Regions from separate parts of the Sus scrofa genome. Here all the other regions are linked to region 1. A link is a contact called in public Hi-C data. All regions are on one chromosome and are shown on one strand. Each heading gives the region's core, a stretch centred on a gene start, on an enhancer-like site or on the middle of the called end of the contact. The rest is flanking DNA. Distances are from core to core; before and after follow the strand shown.

The links. Hi-C and Micro-C count contacts between places; a contact is called where the count stands out from the background.
Region 2: a contact with region 1 is called in a Hi-C map of skeletal muscle, with 6 times the contacts expected there. The contact joins the promoter of SMG7 here to the promoter of LAMC1 in region 1. A contact is called at or near these places in 2 of 47 Hi-C or Micro-C datasets (heart right ventricle and skeletal muscle) and 2 of 2 datasets of contacts at active chromatin or transcription factors (alveolar macrophages and skeletal muscle).
Region 3: a contact with region 1 is called in a Hi-C map of skeletal muscle, with 5 times the contacts expected there. The contact joins the enhancer-like site here to the promoter of LAMC1 in region 1. A contact is called at or near these places in 4 of 47 Hi-C or Micro-C datasets (liver, psoas muscle and skeletal muscle) and 1 of 2 datasets of contacts at active chromatin or transcription factors (skeletal muscle).

What each region holds. Positions count from the first base shown.
Region 1 is chr9:124,282,358-124,285,053 of Sscrofa11.1, forward strand. It overlaps LAMC1 (laminin subunit gamma 1), which reads left to right and starts at 1,311. Exons shown (of 29, transcript NM_001271715.1): 1 at 1,311-1,725. The coding sequence starts at 1,311.
Region 2 is chr9:124,695,084-124,697,779 of Sscrofa11.1, forward strand. SMG7 (protein SMG7) reads left to right here and starts at 1,349. Exons shown (of 22, transcript XM_021063792.1): 1 at 1,349-2,559. The coding sequence starts at 2,531. NMNAT2 (nicotinamide/nicotinic acid mononucleotide adenylyltransferase 2) reads right to left here. Exons shown (of 14, transcript XM_021063806.1): 1 at 2,392-2,696.
Region 3 is chr9:124,561,551-124,564,246 of Sscrofa11.1, forward strand. The region is part of intron 4 of NMNAT2 (nicotinamide/nicotinic acid mononucleotide adenylyltransferase 2); the gene reads right to left. Among named protein-coding and RNA genes, the nearest start is that of SMG7, 130 kb to the right of the region's middle. Within about 2 kb of position 1,386, at least 34 of the 83 cell types and tissues checked have an H3K27ac peak or open chromatin away from gene starts, as enhancers often do. A contact at or near this core is called in liver and skeletal muscle, where this site is marked.

The DNA.
Region 1 (2,696 bases), core at 61-2,560:
CTCATGATCTTCTGGCTCAGGTTCTGTGAACTGAGTCATTCTGGCACGGAGAATATTCCGTGACTCAGCAGGCCCGAAAAGGAGGATGTCAGAGCCAGATAATTTCGAGTCTTTTAAAGGCAAGCTGGGGAACATAAACAACACAGTGGAAGAATTTCGCAGTGGGTCTGCGTACCCAAGGGAAAAATGTCATTCCATTCCCAGCCTTTTCACTTCCTTCCATGCCCCTGTTAAACGACTGGTTATACTTTAATTCAGAGGCAGGAAACCGGCTTCAGAAAACTCATTTTGATGCTTCGACCAGGCCCTTTATTCTCTGGGGACCGTGGCAGCCCCCTGACACCCCGGGACCTCTCCTCGGAAAGCTCTGGAGCCAGCCCCGCGCAGCTGAGGCCATTCCCGGGGCGGCCGGCTTGGGTAGGAGTCTGCGGGCAGTCCCCGCGTTTAGGTCCCTCGGGTCCCCGCCCCAGGGCGCGGCCCACTGGACTCAGGGACCGACACCTGGCGGGGCGGGGATCCGCGTTTCAGCGGCCCGGGTGCCGGGCCCAAAGGCCCACGCCGAGCGACATCGCCGATTTGGCGTCGCCCCTTTTACGCGCCCTTCGTTGACCCCTCCCGAAATCGGAGTCTCCGTGGACAGGACCCCGGGGTACCCCGGCGTCTCCCTCCTGCGGGGCGCTGGCTCTCCGCAGCCTCCCCTTCCCTCCCGGCATGCACCGCCCCGCCGTCCCTCCCTCCCTACTCCTCCCGCTTCCCGGCTCCCCGCCCACCCCTCGCGCCCCTCAAGGCCCCTCCCCCGCCGATCGCGCGCCGCGGGCCCGAGCACGAGATGCCGCCGCCCCCGCCGCCGCCGCCGCGAGTCGCCGGGGCGGACGCGCAGTCCACGGCGCGCGGAGAGTGGAGGAGCAGCTGCGGGGGCCGCGCGAACTGCTGAAAGACGCCTGGTTTGGGCTTTCTCTTGGCCAGACCCCACCCAACCCTGCCGATCCCACCCCCTGCTCCTTCCTCCTCGGGGGCGCGCACTTGGGCACGCGCTCGGAAGTCGGGGGTCGGCGGCGAGTGCGGGCTGTGTCCCGGGTAGGTGCGGGAAGCGCGGAGGCGGCGCGCGGGGCAGTGGTCAGCGAGCCGTGCAGTCCTCGCTAGGGGCACCCACCGGCCCGTCTCTTCGGCGCGAGCCCCCGCCACCGCCCGTCCGGAGAGTCCGGCGCCTGGGCCCCGAGGCTCAGCCAGCGGAGCGGCCTCCGAGGGACGCCGCCGGGCTGGAGCAACGCGCCCTTGCCTTTGCTGTGGCCCTGAGCGCGGGCGGCGGGATGAGCAGCAGCACGAGGGCCGCGCCGGCGCTGCGGCCACGGGGCCGCCTCTGGCCAGTGTTGGTTGTGCTGGCGGCCGCCACGGCCGGCTGCGCCCGGGCAGCCATGGACGAGTGCACGGACGAGGGCGGGCGGGCGCAACGCTGCATGCCCGAGTTCGTCAACGCCGCCTTCAACGTGACCGTGGTGGCCACCAACACGTGCGGGACTCCGCCTGAGGAGTACTGTGTGCAGACCGGGGTGACCGGGGTCACCAAGTCCTGTCACCTGTGCGACGCCGGGCAGCCCCACCTGCAGCACGGGGCAGCCTTCCTGACCGACTACAACAACCAGGCCGACACCACCTGGTGGCAGAGCCAGACCATGCTGGCCGGCGTGCAGTACCCCAACTCCATCAACCTCACGCTGCACCTGGGTAAGCGGTGACAGCCCTGTCCCCTACTACTGCTCGCCAGCAGCTCAGCTCCCTGGCCCGCTTCACCTTTGAATCAAAGCGGGGTCCAAACAGCCGCATGCTGGCTTTCTGCTCCCCGGCATGGGCCACTCAGAGGTTCCCTTCTCCACCTTCTAAACGTCCCGCTAGCCAAGAGGCTTCCCGCCAGCATCTCTTTGCCTTCCTACTCTTAACCGGGGTTTTCTCTCCCTTGATTATTTGTCATTTCGGCCGTTTTGTTCATTCTTTTCCGAAACGTTAATCGCTTGTTCTCTTTAAGCACTTCTACCTTGTTTAAATGTTTTTCTCTCCCGCGTTGAGGATGATTGCTGTTTGCTCTGCTGAATAAGCTAGAGAGGAAAGGGTCTAAGGGGATTTGAGGGGAGCAAATGCCTTTACTGTCGCTGTTGCCTATGTGTAATTAAAATAGACGTTCAACTTTAAAGTTATTGTTCTTTAAGGTTGTTCAACTTTAATTGAGGGTCCCAAAGCGATTTCACTGCTAATCTTGGGACAGAGAAAACAAAAGGAGGTTTCTGCAACTCGCTGTGGTTGTTGGGTACAGTTTTGTCCTGGATAAAAAGGCTCTCCTTACTGTCTTCCCTTTTGCTTTGATTCAAAGTAAGTGTGGAAAGATGTGTAAATAACCTTTTAGAAATCAGGAAAGGGATGTATAGAAAACTTCACTGCTGGGTGGTGGACGAGGATGGACATGTTGTTGCCACAGTATTACAGATCATGTTTGATCTGGGTCAGTTTTTCTTCATCAGTGAAATAGACAAGTGCAGTGATTCATTATTGTGTTTAACAGAGTAACATGCGAGAAACTGACATTTGAGGTGTAGAGCTTCACTCTCTGTGGCCTTGAAAGATGTGATTTTACCGTAGCTGATAGCAATGAACTTCCAGAGAGAACAGAGTGCCAAGCCATTCTTCTGTCAAGGCAGGTTAAT
Region 2 (2,696 bases), core at 99-2,598, 410 kb after region 1:
TAGCCTGGGAACTTCCATGTGCCACAGGTGAGACCCTAAAAAAAAGAAAAAAAAAATCTAACCAATAAATTTCAGGAAGGAAATGCAGGGTATTTTAGGTAGTTTTAGATAGCATTAATCTCCATCCTTGGGCTCACAGGTTTAAAGGAAAAGCTGGACCCTAACCAGAGATGAGAACAACCTTTCACTAGGTGGCTCTCTTTCCTCTGAGTGGGTGGCAGGGATAAGGAGGCATTGTACAGCTGCAATCAATGCGTGTCACACTGCATCACAGAAGGTGCTTGAAGCACTCCGGGCAGAGTTCAGTTTCTATTTCATTAATTATAATGTCCTTGGGATTTATTTCAAAGTATCTGGTATTTTCATTTCCTCCAAATTTACACATAGACAGACATCGGTCGGGCCTTTTAACAGGTGCAGTTTCAGGGAAGGATCAGGAAAGCGCCTTCTCACCTAGCACAAAAGACAGCAGAAATCAGGTACCTCAACCAAACCGAAACCAAAATGGCCCTTTAAAAATTCCGATTTCAACTATTCAATGAGAGCTGTATTCCTGGAGAGGTTTATATGATTACATAGCCTAAAGTACTTTGGGATAGCTATTTAAATGACTCCACAATACAAATCGAAAAAATGTCAAATAATCCTTTCAAACCATTAGATGACCACTTCTCCAGCTACATCTTGGACACTCTATTATCATTGATCCCATTCTTTAGTCTGCCTTTTGGAGACAAAACACACATAATAATCATTCAAAACCATTTGTTCAAAGAATGAAAATCCTTTTCCTAGAAGCCTGTCATTGGAACTTTGCACCAGTATCTAAGTTTTTCTTGATACTATTTTACCCAACGCCTCCTCTCCAACCCAAAAGATACAAAATGACAAAATCCTAAAATACCCTGAGAGAACCGGAAGTTTGTAGAGGAGAAAGGAACTTGGAGGTCGGCTTTTGATCATTAAGGGGGACCCCCACTGGGGAATCATCCTCTGAGAGAGAGGGCTGTCATCAGCGTCTCACCACATCCCCAGCTCTAAAGACCACTTGTTAGCCTTCCAGGATGTGTTTCCACTTTCACTCTGGCCTCCTTGCGGCAGGAGGTGGCTCGGGAAGGCCACGAGGGGAACTCTGAGAAGATTCGGTCACCGAGGCTGTGTGTGGGGTGGGGTTTGGGGGATTTCTGTAAGGGGTCGACCCGCCGGGGAAAGTCGGACGTCTCTGTCGGCAGAAGAGGGATCTCGGCAGTCGTGTGCCGTTCTCCTCCCTCAGGGACCCCGTCCAGGCGGGATCCCGCCTCCCAGAGCCCGAGGCAGTTGTGGGGAAACCCCTCGCCCGCCTAGCTGCCAAGCGCCACCGTTCCGCCCTACCAGCTCCAGCCCGCCGCCCACCAGCCTGCAGGCTCCGCATCGTCCTCGCAGGCCCGGCCCTCCGCACACCTCGCACGGAGAGGAAAACTATGGAGGTGGTTTCCGCCCGTAGGCGGGTGGAAAAGCCCATGGTGAATGCCTCGGGGTCTCCCCCATCGCTGCGGGAAAGGGAAAGGGAGGAGGAAATGAACTTCACTCCCCAAGAGAACTACCCGTATTCCCAACCTGAGGGGAAGCCTTTGGATGGAAGGGAAGCCAAGGGGGAACCCTGGGCACTTCTCCGGGAATCCACTCGCCAAGGGAGGGTCACTCGGTGCGCACAAATTGGTTACTATGACAATACAACTGCAGCCTTCAGTTGCCTTGGCAGCTGCTTATCCAATCCGATTGGTTTCTTTTCTTCCCTGGGGCTCCACCCTATCCCCTCCAACAGTCTCCCAGCGTGAAGGGGGAGGGGCCGCAGAAAAAAAGGAGGGGGGTCCTTTAGCGTCACTCTAGGGCTCGAGGGCAGATCAGAAACGAGGGACTGGCGGCCGGAACTGTACGAGGAAGGGGAGGCGTTTCCGGTACGGAAGAGTGGAGGGGTGGAAAAAGGAAGCTAGAAATTGGGTGGAGTGGAAAGACGGGGGAAGACTTTCAGTGTAACTCCCAGTTGATTTGGGCTCAATGTTCCCGGTGAGGGTGGGGTTGCCCCCTCGCGCGGGAGGAGAGGGGTGGATTGGCCGGAAGCCGCCGAGCGTCTCCAGCGGGCTACTCAGCAGCCGCGCAGGTGCAGCCGAGCTAACAGATCCCAAGAGGGAGCGCTACCGAAAGGCGGAAATCGCCAGGAGGGACCGGCGCCGCTGAAATCTCGCGAGAGAGACCCCCACACTTCCTTCCTCTACTTCTCCCTCCTCTTTCCCCCGCCCCCATCCCTCCTCCCTCCCCCTCCCCCTCCCGGGTCGGAGTGTCCCTGCGCCCCACGGGCCGGAGCAGCAGCGAGAGCAGCTTTCCCCGCTCCCTCCCCCTCGCCTCACTCACCCCCACCCCCCCGCCGAGCGAGGAGGAGCCGGAGGAGAGGAAGATGGCGGCGGCCGCCAGCACCCGCGGTGCCGCGGGGCCGCTCCGAGGAGCCTGAGAGACCCACAGAGGCTTCGCGGGAAGACGCGGGCGGCGGAGGATGAGCCTGCAGAGCGCGCAGTATCTCCGGTGAGTGCCGAGGACGGCCCGTACGTAGAGGGGAGCGGACCGAAGGTTCGGGCATGGAGCAACAGACACAGAGGTGGTATGTCCGGGGTGGCGGGGGAGTTGCTGTGTCCTCTCGTTCTCCGACGGAGAGGCGGGGG
Region 3 (2,696 bases), core at 136-2,635, 280 kb after region 1:
CCGGAGACTGCCCAAGATCACCCATAGGCTGGGACTGGATTCTTGAATCCCCACCCAAGTCCATTAACCCCAGGAATTTTGTCACTGGTCAAGGGACAGGCCTCTACCAGGGTTAATGCCAGGAGCTATTCAAAGAATTTTGGCTACTGTCCAAAATATTTTTTTAAAAGTAGTATCAACTGTGAGCTGGATATTGTGCTAAGCACAAGAGATACAGAGCACCCAGTGTGGGAGAGAAATACATAAACAGACATACACAGCACAGCGTTGTAAGAATGATAATACTAGGCCAGATTTGTGAGTGCAGCAGCCGTGCCTGGCGCTGGGCTCCAGGCTTTAGAATTGCTATGTGACCACTGTTTCAATGACAGAGGTAAGCTCATAGTGCTATGGGAGCTCTGAGTTCCACAGACAGAGTGGGAAACGGAGCCTCTGATCCTGGGCACGAGGCCCGGGCTAACCCTGCCTCTGCCTCACCTCCCCAGCAGACCCCAGGACCACAACCCTGGATCGGGAGAGAGCTGCTCCATGGTTTGGCTTTGTTGGGCCTTCTGGGCCTCCATCCGGAAGCTCTCCTGCCCGTGCGCAGACACTGGCCCAGGCTGTTAGCGCAGAGCCCAGGCCAGAGGAAGAGTCGGGGCGGCCACCGGAGCGACTTCTTACTTGACACGAGGAGGAGGATGCAGACGTTGATGAGCCACAGGAAAGGAGCAATTGAGCTCTGTGTTTAGAAGCCAGGTCAGCTCTGGAAGATTTATTCCTGGCCGGTGGTGGAATTCCAAAACCAGAGCAAGATCAGCTTGCCCTCCCTGAGAAAGGAAATCCCCCTCAAGGGTGGCGGGTGGCAGAGGAGGAGTTTCTGGGGGTGGCGGTGGCGGGGCCTCGTGAACAGGGAAGGGAGGGGCGGGGTGGGGAGGGCAGTAGAACACTGCCCAGCCCTCCCCTCCCTGGGAAAAGTCCTAAGTCCTTCCTGCCTTGGGTGAGCCAGAGGCCACGGGCTCCATCTGCTGAGACCTCGTAGACACAGCGGACCTCTGCTTTCACCCTGGCTGGACTTCCTAAAGTCACATGCAGGAGCAGAGGGCGCTGTGACCCAGACACGGAGCGGTGTGGCCTGGGGTCTGGGTGCCAGGGGCAGGAAGGAAGGCAGTGCCAAGAATTGTGAGCCTGCTAAGGATTTTGAAAATCACCTTTTGGCTGTTATTACTGATTTAATCATCACATCAGCTCTTCTGGGGCTGGTCTCACTAAGCACCATTTACAGATAAGCAGTTACGGATTTGCTCATAAGTGGCGGAGTCAGAACTCACACCAAGTCTGGACTCAGAAGCCCGTGACTGGGGATCCAGGTGTGTGCACACCCCTACATGGTACGACCTGGCGTGCTGCAATGGAAACCACGCTGTGGCGGACGTCAAGGTGAAATAGCTCAGCCCTGACTCCACTGGTTGGTGGCTCTGGATTTTAGCCTAAAATCACCTAAAAAAAAAAAATCTGCCTTGTTTACTTTCATTCCACCAACACTGAGCAACTTCTATGGGCCAGTGCCCCATGCTGAGTGCCAGGAATACGAGCATCTACAAAATCAAGGTCCTGCCCTGGAGTAGTTTATGCGTCAGAGCAGGGAGAAAGGCTTACCCACAGATCATCGCACTGCAATGCCTACACGCCCAAGTGCTTCCAAAGTTTAAATGAGACGATAGATGCAGGTGTTGAGCAAATCCAGGGACCACCCTGATTTCCTTGAAGTTGAGCCAGCTCTCTTAGAAGAGAAGGAGAACCAAGAGGAGGATGGGAAACTCTTCCAGAACATCTCAGGGCAATCCTTCCCTCTCAGCAGTGCCACCGTGCCGCAAGGTCTGGGCTGCCTCCTGCTTCCACCTGGTATGGTGACAGGGCCATCCTTCCTTCCCTTTTTCCCCTTCTTCCTTCCTTCCTTCCTTCCTTCCTTCCTTCCTCCCACTGCTCCATGAGTGCCCAGGGAAGCCCTTGGTAGAAAGGCCCATTTAACCAGAGGCAGCAACCGGAGAACCTCTCAGCTGTGGGGCTGAGGATGGAGTGCCCTAAAGAGACCTCAGAAGGGCGTTTTCCACAGTCTGCTCTGTCTTTTAGCATCTGTGATGTGAAGGAGCTCTTATCTTCTCATTCCCATTTTCCTGGACGTAGCAGTGTGAGAGGAAAATCATTTACTATCTCTATTAACAGCTTCTCCCCTTCTCTTCGGCCTCTAGACGGGACTCCTGGGAGAGCCCTGTCCTCTCTGCCGAACTGGAGTAAAGGGAAAGGAGGAAATTGAGACAAACCAGACTGAGTAGACTGATCTCCTCTGGAAAGTAACTCTCTGAGTTACGGATGGGAGAGAAATACATAGATTCTGAGAGGGAGAGGAAAAGAAAGACAGTCTGGGTTTAGGGAGAGTTTTCAGGAGTATGAAGAAGGTGATGGTACTTGAGAGGTAGTTGTATTTGAAATGTACATGGTGAGACAGATTTTTCTCTAAGTGTTGCTCTATTCTGAGCAGAATACACTCTTGGGGTTCTTTGAGAGATTTTAGCAGAGACTGAGGTTTCCCTGTGAATTGTGTTTTGTCTATCTGACAGTTGTTTTTCTGAGGACATCACCAGGATTGGGTCACGAGGCAGCAGGCTTTGTGTGGGTCACACCAGCATCCGCAGAATTCAATCAGAAGCTATCGG